Regions from separate parts of the Bombyx mori genome. Here region 2 is linked to region 1. Evidence: chromatin contacts called from public Hi-C data. All regions are on one chromosome and are shown on one strand. The core of a region is the stretch at or near the end of the contact, and the rest is flanking DNA. Distances in the headings are between cores, read along the strand shown. Region 1 overlaps LOC101738615. Region 2 overlaps LOC101738615.

Evidence for each region. A called contact is a pair of places that touch in the nucleus more often than the background predicts.
Region 2: a Hi-C map of whole pupa shows a contact between it and region 1, with 1.9 times the contacts expected there. The contact joins two enhancer-like sites. A contact is called at or near these places in 4 of 7 Hi-C or Micro-C datasets (middle silk gland, midgut, posterior silk gland and 1 more).

What each region holds. Positions count from the first base shown.
Region 1 is chr15:8,190,530-8,194,789 of ASM3026992v2, reverse strand. LOC101738615 reads left to right here. Exons shown (of 13, transcript XM_062672540.1): 4 at 2,317-2,434; 5 at 3,291-3,382. LOC119629597 (a long non-coding RNA gene) reads right to left here. Exons shown (of 3, transcript XR_005245559.2): 3 at 2,966-3,773. Among protein-coding and RNA genes, the nearest start is that of LOC119629597, 4.8 kb to the right of the region's middle. Within about 2 kb of position 2,364, at least 3 of the 8 cell types and tissues checked have open chromatin away from gene starts, as enhancers often do.
Region 2 is chr15:8,229,443-8,233,702 of ASM3026992v2, reverse strand. All of the region lies in intron 2 of LOC101738615, which reads left to right. Among protein-coding and RNA genes, the nearest start is that of LOC101738615, 8.4 kb to the left of the region's middle. Within about 2 kb of position 2,097, at least 8 of the 8 cell types and tissues checked have open chromatin away from gene starts, as enhancers often do.

The sequences.
Region 1 (4,260 bases), core at 1,115-3,614:
ACTATGAATTTAATACTATGAACTAAATTCAAATTATTTTGGATTAGTTTTTTAGAAATGTCCAAATTTAAAGCCACTTTGACCACGTCACCAAGAAACAATGGCATGACTATAATTTTTTGAATGAAGAAGAAAATCATACCCCTCTCTCTCTCTTTTTCAATAAATCCTACCCTTTTTCAAACGGTTTTGTGCGATTTTATTTCCAGGCACAAGAATAAATGGCAGGAAATTCCCGCGTGGATTGAATTTGATAGTTAATTGATGTCGGGCTTATAAAAAGCCCAAGTAGGGCATATGTGATAATGAATTCTAATTATATGCAAATAATAAATAATTTGAATCCGCTAGGAAAATTCTAAGATTCTAAGATAAGAAGAAGACCGGGACGTTCTGTTCCTTTGTTTCGCTATATTAATCGTTGATGTCATTGTACAAAAATAATGCGCCCTTTGTCTAGATTAAATTTTAAACAACCAAAACTTTTGTTATTTATGAACAGATTTGTAATTTTGCTATCGTGGATTGGCTGTTTTTAGTGTTAGTTTTTATACAAAAAAAGGACATAACCTAAATAACTTTTAGTATTTTAAATGGTGAATTATTCATTTTGAACTTCTTTTTTTATATTCTTTTCATTGTTTAGATGGATGGACGAGCCCACAGCCCACCTGGTGTTAAGTGGTTACTGGAGCACATAAACATCTACAACGTAAATGCGCCACCCACCTTGAGATATAAGTTCTAGGATCTCAGTATAGTTACAACGGCTGCCCCACCCTTCAAGCTGAAACGCATTACTGCTTCACGGCAGAAATAGGCAGGGCGGTGGTACCTACTCGCGCGGACTCACAAGAGGTCCTACCACCCGTAATTACGCAAATTATAATTTTGCGGGTTTGATTATTATTACGCGATGTTATTCCTGCACCATGGAAGTCAATCGTGAACATTTGTTGAGTACGTAATTCATAAGAAAAATTAGTACCCGCCTGGGATTCGAACACAGGTGCATCGCTCAACACGAATGCACCGGACGTCTTATCTCTTAGGACACGACTGCTTCAAATTTACTTAACACTTATCGTTATATTTTGGGTAATTCACACTATATTTTTATATATTATAGTCTTATGTGTTATCCTGACGTGTAAGCTTCTTGTCATATTTATTAATATCGAATCCCAGTCTAAAAATAAGTTTCAAGCTTTTAGCTCTAAAAATGACAATATACAACTTTTCATCGTCCCCTTTTAACCTTTTACAACCCTTTTTTGGTATTAAAAAGTAGCCTATGTCCTTTCTCAGGCTCTAGAATATCCCGATACCAAATTTTATTTAAATCGATTCAGTAGTTTTGGCGTGAAAGCGAGACAGAGAGACAGAGTTACTTTCGCATTTATAACATTAGTATTTACAATTATTATTATCTATGTAAAAAACTGTAAGCTGTAAAATTTGTAAATGCTGAAATCTACTTCATCGTATAAATGAATCAATAATTTTATTTTCCTAAGGCTTGTTGTCATGTTTCAACATATCCATGAACAAAAAACCCGCTAGTTATTGTACTTAGGTACAATAGTTTCATACAAGAGTGATGCATGTCTAAAAATATTTAATAGTAAAAATATTACTTGTCGTGTATTTAGTTCTTTATTATCTTTATGGCATGATCACGATATCAATAGTTATGATTTTTATTTCTCACATTAAATAAACGTGTTCAATTACATGTATACAAAGCTTTTAGGTTGGTTGTATGAGGCCGAACGTGTGATCTCACCGCTATTGCTCACTGATGACCAATTACCTCCCAATGAGTTCATGACTCTTGTTTATTGCCCCACTGTTCGCAACTTATAAATCCATACGCGGACTTCCGGATCGACACTTAATTACAACTTAATACGATTTTGCGCAACATATCCTGAACCATTTTTAATAAATAAATAAATAAACTTTACATATTTCCCGTAATCTGGTAATAAAAATCATTATTATCGTTATTACAACTTTCACGCATACTTTAACAGTTTTAACGCGGTTTCGAAGGTTTATTTTTCTTTTCATGCACTATACTGGTTGTTCACTGTATAGTTTTTCTAGAGGAGACTATTGATTTCAGTTAGATTTCCGTGCCACTGCATTATAATAATAATGACAAGGCAAATACTGTTCTGAATATTTTAAGAATGTTATATAGTTTATGTACGACAATTATTATTTAATAGAAACGTTGACCGTACAAGTTGCCTTGCCGGGAATGCGGTTGTCTTTATTAACGACATTACTTACGTTACGTTGTTGTTGTAGTATTCGAGATGCTGGTATGCGCACGACAGTGTGCGCGTCGCAAATCGCTCACTCTCACATTCGGAGAATTCTGCGTGTTTGCAGCTGAGCTACGCCGGTGCTCAAGGCAAGCGAGGCAGTGAGTATCAACACAAAAACATTTCCATTTCCATTTCCACCTCACTTCTACTGTTCTATTCTCTAGCAGCATCATTTTGTTCAATAGTACTTTTTTATTTTTATTGCTTAGATGGATGGACGAGCTCCAGCCCACCTGGTGTTAAGTGGTTACTGGAACCCATAGACATCTTTTTATTTATTTATTGCTTAGATGGGTGGACGAGCTCACAGCCCACCTGGTGTTAAGTGGTTACTAGAGCCCATAGACATCTACAACGTAAATGCGCCACCCACCTTGAGATAAGTTCTAAGGTCTCAGTATAGTTACAACGGCTGCCCCATCTTTCAAACCGAAACGCATTACTGCTTCACGGCTGAAATAGGCAGGGTGGTGGTACCTACCCGCGCGGACTCACAAGAGGTCCTACCACCAGTACAACGTAAATGCGTCACCCACCTTGAGATATAAGTTCTGCCGTCTCAAATATAGTTACAACAGCTAACATGGGTACATGGACAGTAAGCAAAATTCAAAAATATCAAACAACGATTTAGGTCAGTGCTTATATACATATAAAACGTGAATTAGTCATTATTGTACTTCATGTGTAGTTAGTAAATTTCATTATGTACCTTCCGTTCAAATTAAATATGAATCATGTTTTTTTTTACCGGTGACGTTAAATATGATCAATTGTCGTTTACTCGGTCTTGAACCTAAGACTGTTGTGAGCTTCGAGTGGTGAGGCGATCATTGACCTTTGAACGTCAGACAATAAGAGACATTTTGTCATGCACTGAATAACTGTACGTGGTTGTTTTGTAACAATAGAGCTTGAAATAATTATTGATGTGTCCAAACGTTTCGTTGGCAGGGTGTCCAGCAAGCCGGAATCACCTCAATGGAACATTGAAAAGGAACTCGTCGAGCTGAGGGATAAAGATGCGATATGTAAACACGTGAACGGTAAGAGATGTTTCATTCCATGCTTGCGATGTCGACTTTTCTTTGCGTATTGCCAACAGTCAGTGTTGTCATGGCCCACCTAAATCTGTAATATATAGCTATTAAATTCATAGATTTGCGGCAGCTAATTGATCGTGCTTATAGCTTTATTCGTCAACTTTATATTGTGGAAGGTCGATTCGAGTCGGGATGAAACAAATGGTGACTAAACGTTCCGCACGGTACTAATCCAGAAATACTCTGTAGTCCCAGTGTCTGTCAAACTGTGGACGTGTTTCAGTATTAATTCTTTATGAGTTTCCTGACTCTTAAACTTCCGCCCGTATCCAACGAATCACTGTTTCGTTCTTATAGTAAACACGATGATTGTTCAATTTTGATCTTTATAGCTCTGCAACCGAAATAAGTTATTTATTACGTCATGTTTCATTAATTAGGGGCCTCGATTAATTCTATCATCCCACGCACGATTGTAGTGGTCAGATAGTGAAAAAGTCTTAGTTTTCCTTATTTGACCAGCTGACAATTACGGTGCTGACGACTTTGAGATATTTCTAAATTTAACAAATAAAAAAAAGAGTGCTGAATTATTAAATTAAAACAATAAACAATCGTGTACATATATACACTTGATTATTGTAATTGTAAAAAAGTCACCAATCCAAAGTGAAAACATTAACATTATAGATATTCAGTACTTCATTTACTATATTGTTATCGTTACACCTAATGCTTAGATTACCCACCACAAAAGAGGTCAGCTTCACTCATGAACAGCCTCGAGATCAGCGCAATAAAGCCTCTGTCAAATCACTTGGAGCTTGGAGCTGAGACCTTAGAACTTATATCTCAAGGTGTGTGGCGCATTTACGTTGTAG
Region 2 (4,260 bases), core at 848-3,347, 39 kb before region 1:
TAGAACTTATATCTCAAGGTGGGTGGCGCATTTACGTGGTAGATGTCTATGGGCTCCAGTAACCACTTAACACCGGGTGGGCTGTGAGCTCGTCCACAAATTCAGTTATTCGAGAAATATTAATTAGTTTAAAAATATCTTCTATTATTATTCGTTTAGTAATTTAACCAAACCTCATTCGTCAAGTTGTTGGTGACCCTAATTGCTGTGTCTCGGGTACGGTTCTCGGTCGAAATGCGTTACTTTGTCAGATATTTATTGCACAGGGTCTATTTGTTTTGTTTTTGTCTCGTATGTGTTTTCGGTGTCCGTAACACAGAAGAAAATCCTAGCTTGGGCCCCATGGGAAAACTTGAATACGACGGATGTGATTTGAAACTTGTTGAAACGGAAATGTCTGAGAAAGCTACAACTATATAGAGAAAAACTTTCCACTTAAAATGCATATAGTATTTAGCGTGCGTCTTAGATAGAAATACCTCTGAATTTTTCCTTTCGACCGCATTTGACCTGCAGATGTTTTTTTTTTTTTTAAATTCTGTATTAGAGCCATACACACCTATTAGGTTAAGTCGGCTCAGATATAATTTTTTTTTATTGCTTATATGGGTGGGCTCGTCCAATCGGTAATAGTAGTTTCCATTAATTAAACGAAATACTAGTAAACTTGAACCTGGACCATGTTTAAATTAAGACTAAGCATAAAATTATTATGTAACAAAATTATGGAGATGACATAATCGATTTTTTCCGACGACATCAAAAATTACGAATCGTGTATCGATGAAAATTATATCTTATTTTTATTTTTTTTATTGCTTAAATGGGTGGACGAGCTCACAGCCTACCTGGTGTTAAGTGGTTACTGGAGCCCATAGACATCTACGACGTAATTGCGCCACCCACTTTGAGATATAAGTTCTAAGGTCTCAAGTATAGTTACAACGGCTGCCACACCCTTCAAACCGAAACGCATTACTGCTTTACGGCAGAAATAGGCGGGGTGGTGTTACCTACCCGCGCCGACTCACAAGAGGTCCTACCACCAGTAAAAATGTTTTTGTGTGTCGGTGTTTTTTAATGTTATAATCGCTTATGGATCGTTAATTTTAATTTACATTGGACGTTCCTTTAAAGTAAGTACCTTCCAAAAGACCTTCAAAATAAACGTATTACGAATCAGCTCCAGCTGATGTTTTACATAAATAGGCAGCTCATATTCATAAAATATAAAAATAGTCTTTATAGCCCAGGAAAATGGATTTAAAATTAGTTCAGTGATTCCAGAGATAATATTCGTTTTCCGATATACAAACTTAATCATATAATAGCATTTATAATAGTAAAGTAACCGTAGCTAATGAATTAAACAATATTTTAATAAAACGGTTTGTATTTAAAAAAAATTTAAAATCACGCTGCTATGAAAATAAGCAACTACCAAAATTAATATGGTTTTCAAATTTAGCTTCTCAATATATCAAAATGCATTTTCAATGAAAAATCAATATTAATTTATATTTTCTGTTAGGCCTAGTGCGAGTTCGAATAGGTACTTATAGCCAGATTTTTGTATCGTAAAAGAATTTTGCATTCCAGTTTGAAGTGTAGGACAGCCAGTGTTAAAATACAATTGAGACATCAACTTCATTTCTCGAATTGGCATTTACTTGCAAAATCTCTAGTAACCATTTCCTATAATAATTTTATTTAAATCGTGAGCTCACTTGACGATCTATAAAAAATAAAACCAATAACGGAAAAGCAATAGCATTAAAATTGTATCGAAATTAAATTTAGGTAACGTAAGTTCTAGTTGGATTCTAGCCTACCTGCAAACAGTAACAAAATTATCATTTTTCTCTGTTGGTTGTACTATGTTTAAAATCATTCGACCCTGACAAAATTTTTGCACGAACATAAATAACTAGTTTGCAGTTGACCATCTGGTTAGAGTGGTTGAAGTTGGCTGCTAGGTGTCGCTGTCAGCTGCTTTGCCGCTAATTCTGTCGGTGACGGTACTGACGGTGCAAGAGGCCGCGGACGGCGGCGAGGCGAGGCGGGGACTATTTTCGTCTGGCGGCCACGTTTGGAAAAGGCGCGGTGACGTCACGATTCTCTACGGCGATGATGCCATCGCATCGGTCGTCCGCGACACACACCCGTGGACTTGCCAAAATATCGATGCACGTTCCTCACACATACTGGCTACGATCAAATAAATTTCGAACTCTATATTTCTGAAATATCACGTGGGTCTGCAATCTAAATAAATAAAATGTAAACTAACTTTCTTTCGTATCTAGTGCATACAACGACTTGTAGATGCATGTATTGTACCCACACATAAATTTTAATAAGTAGGTAATCGTAAATTCAGTTTTAGATGAATTTGGCAATGATTTCTTTGAATTGGAGCAAAGCCAAAATCATTTTGCGCTTCATTGTTTACTTTATAGTGACAAGTTCCTGAGTGAGGCTATATAGACTAAGATTTTAGATTCATATCGTATGAACTCATGCTTGATTTATTGGTACTAAGTCTATTTTTTGTTGTATGTCGTTATACTCGTACCATTAAACTGGTCTCCTATAATCTATTTACAACGTAAAGTAACCTATAAAGAAAAATGCGGGGAACAATAAATCAAAGCGACGAAAAGGCGAAGAAAAAGGTCTTGACGAATGGGAGCTTTCGGGACTCAGACTTTATAGTTTGTTCTGTACGTACAGAAACTTAGAAATATATATATGGTCTGAGTTTAAAACCTGTTTTTTAAATAAGGTAAAATTCAGCGCTATTTCTAAATAAAGGCGGAAGTACCTCCACGTTGTTTACTAATTGCCTCAGTATATTTAAGAGGAAATGCGAGCTATACATACGTCATACAAAGGTATTCGCCCTTTTCTTGTCTGGATAATGACACTAGAAAAATGTGTTAAAGCGTACGATCCATGTCTATCGCTGCCATGCTATGTAGGTTTTAGAAAATATTTACCTGTTACTACTACATTTTACGCTAAATTTTATTAGTATTTTTAGTAGTATTTACACAATTACTGATTACAGTCTTCGTTTATTTGTTTGTGTTTTGACATTTTCGCTTGTGAAATTTTGATTTTAATAACTAAATCAGCGAGTTTGATGGTCTTAAAATATATACAAAAATACGATGTTCATAAATTTAATACTTGTTCAGTAATTATTGTTAAAATCCTTTCAGTTACATAATATAAAGTATAAATCGTATAAATCCGTCTTTAATATTGTTTTGTTTTCTTTCATATCAACGCAAAAATTAAAATTTATTTTTTGCGTAAACGCCTTTGTTCGTGAAACCATTGTTTTGTCATTGAAAAGCACCCGTTTCATTATTTATTTCCTCATATCCGAAGTGCACCTGTACATTCCTACGGTACAATACAGACATAGTTGTTCGTTCAAATTAATCAATCTCTGAAAATGGCGTCAGATATTAATGTCGAAAGATTATAATACTTATAGGATTTGACTCAGAATAGAACAGACTTCATCGAAAACCGATCTCAGTCAGATGAAGAATGTTAAAAAAATTGAGACGACCTCAAGGCATTGTAAATATCGTATTTTTGTTGCTTTAGAAGGCAGACTGGCGTATCACATATAGGAAGTTGTCATCGACTCTCATGGACATTGAAAATGTCAGTGGAACATATACTATCCACCGCTATTTACTTTCTTCAATCCGTTCTTTAAGAAATGATATGAGAAAGCTCAAGACAGAAGGGAAGTTCGTTCCAGTACAGAATGCTATGCAGCATTAATGATTTTGCCTATAGCCTTTTACAGCAAATTTCAACGGTCATCAATTGCTTTCAGGCTCAGAAATACTCATTAGCCTACTTATGATCATAGCGACGACTCTAGAATAATTTGATAGCTATTTAAAATCTATTTACCATTGTCGTAATAATAATGTGACCAGAAAAAAACCAAAGGTATAATAGCCGGCAAACTTCTTGAGCATTTGTTGACGTAGTGGGGGTAAGTTTGCGCATGGTACACTCACGTGCAAAAACATTTTTTAGTCTGCGTCATAATGCAATAAAATTATTAAAATCAACATATGTATTTATTTATATATTTATTAGAACATCAACAAAAAATATAGGTTAATAATTGTAATAATTTAATCTTGGGGTAAAATAGATATTCCTTCTATTAAGTCAAAACTAGAGTTGTTGCCAGGTCTTCGTTCAGTTGAAGCGAAGCTGGTACTT